3 separate regions of the Mus musculus genome follow, and all the other regions are linked to region 2. A link is a contact called in public HiChIP or PLAC-seq and Micro-C data. All regions are on one chromosome and are shown on one strand. Each heading gives the region's core, a stretch centred on a gene start, on an enhancer-like site or on the middle of the called end of the contact. The rest is flanking DNA. Distances are from core to core; before and after follow the strand shown.

Region 1 (2,700 bases), core at 92-2,591, 750 kb after region 2:
CGAGATCTGGTGCCCTCTTCTGGAGTGTCTGAAGGCAGCTACAGTGTACTTACATATAATAAATAAATCTTAAAAAGAAAGAAAGAAAGAGAGAGAGAGAGAGAGAGAGAGAGAGAGAGAGAGAGAGAGAGAGAGAAAGGAAGAAAGAAAGAAAGAAAAGTGGAAATCACATCCACCGCAAACAGCATTTCCCTTATAGATTATTGGAGACTTATTGGAAACAGCGAAGTGGGTTATGCATGCCATCTGAGTTCTGTCCCAGGATCCCGTGGTGGAAGGAGAGAACTGGTTCCTGGAATTTGTCTTCTAGATGCGGGAGGAGTGTGGGATACACACACAAAAAACACCAAAGAATAGATATCTTAAAGTTCTAAAAGAAAGGAAGGAAGGAAGGAAGGAAGGAAGGAAGGAAGGAAGAAGGAAAGGAGAAAAGAAAGAAAGAAAGAAAGAAAGAAAGAAAGAAAGAAAGAAAGAAAGAAAGAAAGAAAGAAAGAAAGGAAGGAAGGAAGGAAGGAAGGAAGGAAGGAAGAAAGAAAGAAAGAAAGAAAGAAAGAAAGAAAGGAAAGAAAAGAAAGTAAGTTTGCTTTTTGTTTTTGAGATGGCGTCTCATGTTTCCCAAGCCAGCTAGGAACTCTCTACAAGGAGAGGATGCTCTTGAGCATCTGTCCTGCCTACTTCTACCTCTCAATGACTGGCACTACCACTGTCTGTTTTATTCCAAGCTAGGGAATCGAACATGCAGCTTCATACATCTATAGGTAAGCACTCTAGCAACTGAGCGGCATCTCAAAAAAGAAGTTATAATATTAAAAAAATCTGATGTAGGGGTTGTAGAGCCAGTAGCCATGCCCTGCATACGGTAATATTTGCATACTGCTGCGCACACTGCAAACCGAGTGAAGCGAGAATCTCTTCCCAGCACGGGATGCTTTCTTGACATCTGACATACCCAATCCCCTAACTTGATACAGCAGTACCCCACTGTCAGAGAGGGAAGGAGAGTGAGTGGCAGGTCCCCGGGTTTGCTGAGTCCCTCGCGGGGGAGGACCGGCAGGTCTGAGTCGCACTCACCCAGGCCCCGCCAGCCGAGCGGGCCATCGCAGCTGTCCAGGATCCCGCAAAGCTCTCCCAGCAGTGCGGGCGGCAGGTCGAAGAGCAGCAACTGTGGCGACAGCGCGCCACGGGCCCCGCACCGGCCGGCCATCGCGGAGTCCCGGGACCCCACGCAGAGAAGCAGGGAGGTCGCCGCTGTCACCGCCTTTCACAACCGCGGAAATTCAGCTCCACGACGGCTGCCCGGAGCTTGCAACACGCCGTCGCAGGGCGGGCCCCACGTGACGTAGGGAGCCGCTCCCCAGGGATGCGCCCTGCGAGACCTGGGCTGCCCTTGCTCCTAGCCGCTGTCCCGCGACCCTGCGCGCCGCACCCCAGGTCATCTTTGTTATGAACCGTTCTGTCCGTCCCCGTCTTGGGACATGACCCAGGAGACCAGCCAAGAAAATGAGGGCGGGGAACAGCGGCTGGAATCCGGGAAAGCCGCCACCCCTCTGCTGCTCTGGGACGGGCGGCCTCCTGGCCACGATGGATCTAAGAGGTTTGTGTTACATCTTTTAAAGTTTCTCTTTGTCCCGTCAGGAAAGAAATGCGTGCTCACCGAGAAACACGTTTTTGCCAAATAACTTTAAACGGAAGGAAACGTGTACACGCCGGGCGAAATGGACATAAAAAGAAAACCACAACAAACAGGCCAAACCTGGGCAAACAAACTGCTCATCCTTGCTGCAGAAGGCAACCCCTGCCGTCGTGCCGCTTGGTTTTACTACAGTCTCCCTTTCTTTCCTCGCAGTGCTTCAACGAGTTTGCAAAATGAAGTTTAGGAAACATTGGCTGGTGTGTTGAAATATTCTACCGTTTATGCTGTAATGACCACCGCAGGAACGGTACGGATACTACTGACAAAGGAGGTGGGAAAATGAAGTGGGAGATTTTATGATAACCAGGCACTGAAAAACAAACTCCTGTTTCAATCCCCTGAGCTTGTCTTTGGAATGGCGCCCCCTGGCGGTCAGCAGCAATGGTGCCTGGGCATTCAGTACCCACAGTGGCAAAGTTAGAACTGTTTGAGCAAAACTTCTTAAGTCTCCTCATTCTAAGGACTACGGTTTTATCAGGCTACACCCCAAAAAGGGTCTCTATGCCACCATGCTGAGCATCAGAGGGAGAGAAGATTGATACAGGGTTCTTTTTGACTTTCTAGACCAGACAAAAGCAACCTGAGACGTGTGCCTGCACAGGAAATCGCCATGTGTGGTTGTGTTAGCTTTCTGACAAAATGCCCCCACCGAGCAGCTTCAAAAGAAGAAGTTGTTTGGTACACAACCTCGGAACTTCAGTCCATGGTTGCTTGACCCCAATGTCTTTTGAGGTCTCTGAGAAGCCAAAGTGTCATAGCGTAAGTGATCCATGGCGGCAGGAAATGAGAGAGAGGGAGGGAGGAAGGGGGACAGGGCCAGGGTACCAAATTCCCTTCAAGGGATCTGATTTATTTGCACTAAGACCTATCTGGTTCCGGTTCAGTCGCCTATCAGCACTGTAGGCTGGCAAGCAAGCTTTTAGTATATGGGCAGTCAGAGGATGTTTAATATCCTCACTATAACAATAACAGTAACACTCAAAATGTTTGCATCACCAGGTCTTCTA
Region 2 (2,700 bases), core at 10-2,509:
CCCTGCTTGATCAGACAGTTTATGAGATGGCAGGAGAAGACAGACCTTATCTTCAGGTGCTGTGTGATTATGCTATTGCTCTGGCAGTGAGAGAGCAGAAGGCTGGCAAGAGCTGATGTCCCCATTGAGGGAGAGGAACCACAGTTCCTTCAGAGGCCAAAAGAAACCGCAGAGGCGAAACCCCCAAACCACACTCCAGTAGATACAGCCTCTGGGGCTCCAAACTCTTCAGAACCCGTCAGATGGGAGGGAAAGGCATGGCTATTTTCCAGCCAGAGGCCCAGGCTTGAAGAAATGAATGGCATCTCCATGCAAGACAGACAGCTGCCAAAAGTCCCTCTCCTAGTAGCACTGAGGTCTCAAGGAAGAGCCCACATGCCTGGGCAGAACCTTCCAGGCTCTGGTACAAAGGCTTCTGTCCCCCCTCCCCCTCCCCACCTTTATTCATTTTCCACTGATTTTTTTTTTCTTTCTGTGAGCCTATGACAAGAGGAAGAAACTAATCATAAAACCTGATCATAAAATTCCTTCCTACACTTGAAGACAGCTATTAAATATTCACTCAGCTGAGGTCTGCTTGCATCCTTTAAAACAAAAGGGGCTCCTGGCTCCCACCGTCCCCACCCCTGGGACCAGCGCCGACCATCCCGAAAGTTGCCACTGCCCCTGTGTTGAGGGCGAAGTTAGCGAATCCGGAGCTGCGAGTCTCAACTTGGGGGAGGGGGCGACGGGCAGGGCTGGGGAGGGGAGTGAGCGGCGAGAAGGAGGGACTAGAGGGAAGGACACTGCCCCCTGCTTCATCGAGGTCATCGCCAAAGCCGCCTAAGCGGCCGGTCGGGCTCGGGGCGGGAGGCCCGGGAGGGGCGGGCGAGGGCTCCGCAGCGGCGGCGGGGTGCCAGGCTCCGTACCTGGCGGGCCGGGCGCGCCTCGCAGGCCGGCGATCCGGGCGCCGAGGGTGTGAGCGCGCGCGCCCCTCCGTGCCCGCCCAGCCTCGCGCGCGTCTCGGGGGGAGAGGCTCTGGCGACAGGCGCCCCGGGAGCCCGCAGCTCGGTCCCGCCCGCCCCGAGGAGCTTTGTGCGGCCGCGGCGGCTCCGAGTCCCACCTGCTGGCGGCGGAGGGACGAGGAAGGAGAAGGCGAGGACGACGAAGAGGAGGAGGAGGTGGAGGAGGAGGAGCGGAGCGAGGCGGCGCCAGCCCTGAGCTCCCGCCGGCGCCCACCTCCGGGGGCTCGGCGGTCCTACACCGGCCTGCTCCGGTCCCCCGGCCTCGCGGCCACACCGCGCCACCGCGGCTGCAGAACCCCCCCCCCCCCCCAGCTCTGCCCGGTTACCGCGCGGCCCGACCGCCACAGCCACCGCCACCGCCACCCCCGGGGAGCTCGGGAGACTTGGAGGCGAGCAGCGGGGCGCGCGGCGTCGCCTCAATGTATCGGGGAGTCGCCTCGGCGCCCCAGCCCCGCTGAGCAGCCTCGGGCGTGTTGCTACCGGCCGGAGGGCGTGAGCCAGGAGGCGCGGCGAGCCCCAGAGCCGGCGACCAGCGAGTGAGCGAGCCAGCGAGTACGCCCCGGAGCAAGCTCAGGGAGCAGACACCATGCCGGGCTGGAAGAAGAACATCCCCATCTGCTTACAAGCGGAGGAGCAGGAGAGAGGTGAGCCTGGCGGTCGAGCCTGGGGGGCCGGGCCGGGCGCCCTCGGTGCCTCCCTGTCCCCCAGCTCCCCGAGACCTGTCCTCCGGCCGGCAAGGGAGGGGCGCCGTGCCCTCCGGGGACCGCGCTCCAGGCCAGGTGGCACCTTGCGAAATCCGAGAGGGGGTTTGGGGATCTGGAGGGGGGAAAAGCCGAGGGGGCAAGGGAACAGTGCTGCGGCAAGCAACTTTTCGCCCGGGGAAAGATTCTGTTTTTTCTTACCGAGGACCTAGAGGGAACTCCAGCTTCTCCTGGGCCCGCTGCGCACGTGGAGCCCCGGCTCCTCTCTGTGCGGTGGGCTCTCCTGGTGCTGGGGGTGGGGGAGAATCTTGCAATGCTTTAAGTGACTTTTCAAACTTTCCTCCTCCTGCCGCGGCCGCCTTGACGATGTCCCCGCCTCTGGCTGGGCTACGATGGTGCTGCCAAACCCAAAGTTGCAGGAGATTCTTAAAGGGGGAGTAGAAGGGGGAAGAGTGTGGGGGGCGGGTAGGGGGCGCTGCCTTGGGTCGCTGGAAGGGGGGAGGGGAGAGAGGACTGACTGTCCCCTGGCTGGTAGTGACTGCCTAAAAGATGAGTTATGCCCAGCGCAGTCCCGGCTTTCTAGTTAATACCGCAGGACTGCGGACTTTTCATAATTACTGTCTGTTTTCTTCGGAAGACACGGCTCTCCGTGCCAGGTGGCTCTGCAGCCCCTTTGTGCTTCAGCCTGCCAAGTGTGCTGGGCACGTTGTTTTGAAGTGACTCGCGGAGAGGAAAAGTTGAAGGCCTTTTGCACTCTAAACGCTTGGTTCTGTTGTCATCTTACGGTGTTTGGGTTGTGCAGTGGTTGGCCGTAACCTGGATATCATGTACGGAGTACACCAAAATTTCCTACCAAGGCCCCATGGGGCTGTGGGGTGCGCAGCATCCAGAGGGATTCCCTGGCTGTCAAGGTCCACCAGGGTTTATATACTCCTGCTGCTTCAACTACAGCCTGCTTTGGCTTGTTCAAGGAACCTGCTTGAGAATTGAATGGC
Region 3 (2,700 bases), core at 47-2,546, 610 kb after region 2:
AGCCAAAGCGTACTGAGCTCCTAAACACGGTGCACACTGACTTCCTATCTATGAAGGAATCCAAACTTCCCAGCACAGTGTACACTGGCATTTTTGCTGTTGTTGTTTCTTAAGTACAGCTTGTATTGAACTAATTCCAAGAGTCACTAACAGACCTTAGACAAGTTTGAAGAGAGAAACTTTAGATAGTTGTTTGGGTTATAGGTGCGAGGTGACCGTCACCATGGAGTGCTTGTTAAAATGCAGGGTCTCTGTGTTTTCAGGGACGCTGAGCCAGGGACACGGACACTTTAGCAATATCGTCAGTGGATTCTCTTGAGGTCTAAAGATTGAAAATCATGGGCAGACGTCTTGCTAGTTCTAGATAGTATTCTGTTTTAATGCAATCACAGACACAGAATGGTGGGAGGGGAAGCGAGGCTACACTTCGGGCCCTGGAGCTTCCATGCTTTATCTTTAATATGAGCTCTGTTTTCTGCTGCAGCTTATCACAAACGCTTTCTCTTTGTAGATAAGGGACAAGCAATCTTTGCTGTGTTTCGTTGATAACTGTCCGTTTTTTTTTGTCCCCTTTGGAATCTTAAGCATCCTTTGGTGGCCACTTGATCCATCTCTGCGATGAGTCACCGCTGCACTTCCACACACACCTCCAGGCACCAAAGCCAAATCAAATCAAAAGCTCTTTTGCAAGAGGACAAGTTCCTCGCATTCAGCCCAATTGAACTTTAAAAATGATTTCCTATTGACACTCACTGGTTCCCTGCTGTGCATGACTTCCAACAGAATTAAGTTTAGCATTTAGTTGTATACAGCTATTGATATATGTCTTTTGACAGAAGGATTCTTAAAATAATTTTCCAGGGTTCTCCCCCCCCCCCCCCCCCCCACACACACACACACACACTTAAGGCTGCTGAGGACTCCACCGGAACATTTGAGTCACTCTGAGTCACTCTGGAGACTCAACTATTTTGTTTCTCCTTTCTTTTTTATTTGGGGGGTGGGGGTGGGGGCGGGGTTGGAGACAGGGTTTCTCTGTATCGCCCTGGCTATCCCGGAACTCACTCTGTAGAGCAGGTTGGCCTCAAACTCAGAAAGCTGCCTGCCTCTGCCTCCCCAGTGCTGGGATTAAAGGCGTGCGCCACCACTGCCTGGCAGGAGCATCAGCTTTTTCCTCAGCCAAGCGCGCACGCACGGTGCATTTGCAGGCTGGGAGTTTTGTCAGAGTGGAGCCAGTGCGGTGATGCTGCTCTACTCCTTGGACAGAGTGCTGCGGGGGGCCACCAGATTCTTCTGTAACCCCGCCCCCTGGTTAGGAATGGGCGTGGCCCTAGGAGGAAAAATGAAAGGCAAATACCTCACTCTTTCCCATGCCTCTTTCTTCACTAAATATTTGAGGTCACCGTGGTGGATTACAGGAGTCAGCGGGGCCAGGCACAGACCTCCTGACTGCTGGCTCAGGACTGCCTGCAGCGGAAATCACGGGAAGCTAAAAGCAGCTCCGTTGGTGTGTGAACTCGGCTATCATCTGTAGCCATGCTTTGCTGGGCTCCCTTCTCTTCAGAAGTAGAGAGAGTATGAGTCTGGCTTTTCTCGCTTCCAAAAGAGAGAGCAGGGCCACCTGCTAGCAGAGGAGGGAAACCTCACAAGGCACATTTTCCCAGGTACAGTCGACCTCGTTCAGTCTTACTCCAGCTTTCCTCGGCTGTCCAAGCGTGAGCTAGAGCCAGCAAGGACAGGATGCAAAGCCAGGAAACTGCTCACTCAGAGAAGTGGAGGCTCTTTGCCTGTCACTGTGTCAGCCTGGCAGCCAGCTTATCCCCCGTGGTGCCAAGGGCAAACAACAGTGTGAACACTGTTGGGGGACCATTGGCTAGGGTGACAAGGAACAGACTTTGGGTTGCACATTTCAATTAAACAGTGGCCCCAGAAATCCTCAAAATGCATGTTTTCCATCGCATTCCCATGGATGCGGTTCTATCCTTTTTAAACCTTACCACCACCACAAAACAACAACAACAAAATTTGTGGGAAAAAAAGGCTCATGTTTAAAAGAATGCCTTTTTAGAACAGGGCGTGGCACACGCCTGTAATCCCAGTACTTGGGAGGCAGAGGCAGGAGGATTTCTGAGTTCGAGGCCAGCCTGGTCTACAGAGTGAGTACCAGGACAGCCAGGGCTACACAGAGAAACCCTGTCTCGAAAAACTTATTAAAAAAAAAAAAAGCTTTTTTTTTTTTAAATTTACTTGAGTGACCAAGGATTACAGCAATGACAAAGCTCGTTTAAAGAGCAATCAAGAGGTGTCTTATCAGTCAGTGGCATAAGGAGTCTCAGACGGTATCACTGTCTGTTCTAAAGGGTAACTTGGGAGTCCTCTGCACTTTTGCTAGGCAGAGCCCACTTGGTATTTTGTCATGTTTTGCAAGCTGTCCACCGCTACAGTCGGGGGAAGATATGTCAAGTGGAGGTGACACCCCACATCTCACGTGACCTTCAGTGGTCCTGTGAGACAAGCTTTCGAGACAGTGTGCCTCGTTGCTATTCCTCATGTTCTTTATGAACTTCTGTCATGGATCCGACTCCCCAATGTCCCTGTCTGTCTCTGTGATGATTGGTTTGTAGGTTGTAGAGGTTTACATCATCTCTAGAGTGTCCGTTTAAGATGCTGGGTTCGTTCTCTGAAGGTCAGACTGCCTCA

The links. A called contact is a pair of places that touch in the nucleus more often than the background predicts. HiChIP or PLAC-seq counts read pairs in DNA pulled down with a chosen protein or histone mark.
Region 1: a contact with region 2 is called in an H3K4me3 HiChIP or PLAC-seq map of forebrain, with 5 times the contacts expected there. The contact joins the promoter of Irak3 here to the promoter of Grip1 in region 2. A contact is called at or near these places in 9 of 39 promoter capture datasets (the C10 cell line, cranial neural crest, embryonic stem cells and 5 more), 3 of 484 Hi-C or Micro-C datasets (cortical neurons and embryonic stem cells) and 4 of 115 datasets of contacts at active chromatin or transcription factors (astrocytes, embryonic forebrain, embryonic stem cells and 1 more).
Region 3: a Micro-C map of embryonic fibroblasts shows a contact between it and region 2, with 6 times the contacts expected there. The contact joins the enhancer-like site here to the promoter of Grip1 in region 2. A contact is called at or near these places in 8 of 39 promoter capture datasets (3T3-L1-derived adipocytes, the C10 cell line, the HPC-7 cell line and 4 more), 2 of 484 Hi-C or Micro-C datasets (the N1E-115 cell line and embryonic fibroblasts) and 1 of 9 other capture datasets (embryonic stem cells).

The regions. Positions count from the first base shown.
Region 1 is chr10:120,200,256-120,202,955 of GRCm38.p6, forward strand. Irak3 (interleukin-1 receptor-associated kinase 3) reads right to left here and starts at 1,342. Exons shown (of 12, transcript NM_028679.4): 1 at 1,072-1,342. The coding sequence starts at 1,204. It overlaps Gm38500 (predicted gene, 38500), which reads left to right and starts at 1,335. Exons shown (of 3, transcript NR_166661.1): 1 at 1,335-1,594; 2 at 1,847-1,940; 3 at 2,693-2,700.
Region 2 is chr10:119,452,775-119,455,474 of GRCm38.p6, forward strand. Grip1 (glutamate receptor interacting protein 1) reads left to right here and starts at 1,260. Exons shown (of 23, transcript NM_001277292.1): 1 at 1,260-1,648. The coding sequence starts at 1,591.
Region 3 is chr10:120,060,130-120,062,829 of GRCm38.p6, forward strand. The region is part of intron 21 of Grip1 (glutamate receptor interacting protein 1); the gene reads left to right. Among named protein-coding and RNA genes, the nearest start is that of Helb, 51 kb to the right of the region's middle. Within about 2 kb of position 1,297, at least 40 of the 459 cell types and tissues checked have an H3K27ac peak or open chromatin away from gene starts, as enhancers often do. A contact at or near this core is called in the N1E-115 cell line and embryonic fibroblasts, where this site is marked.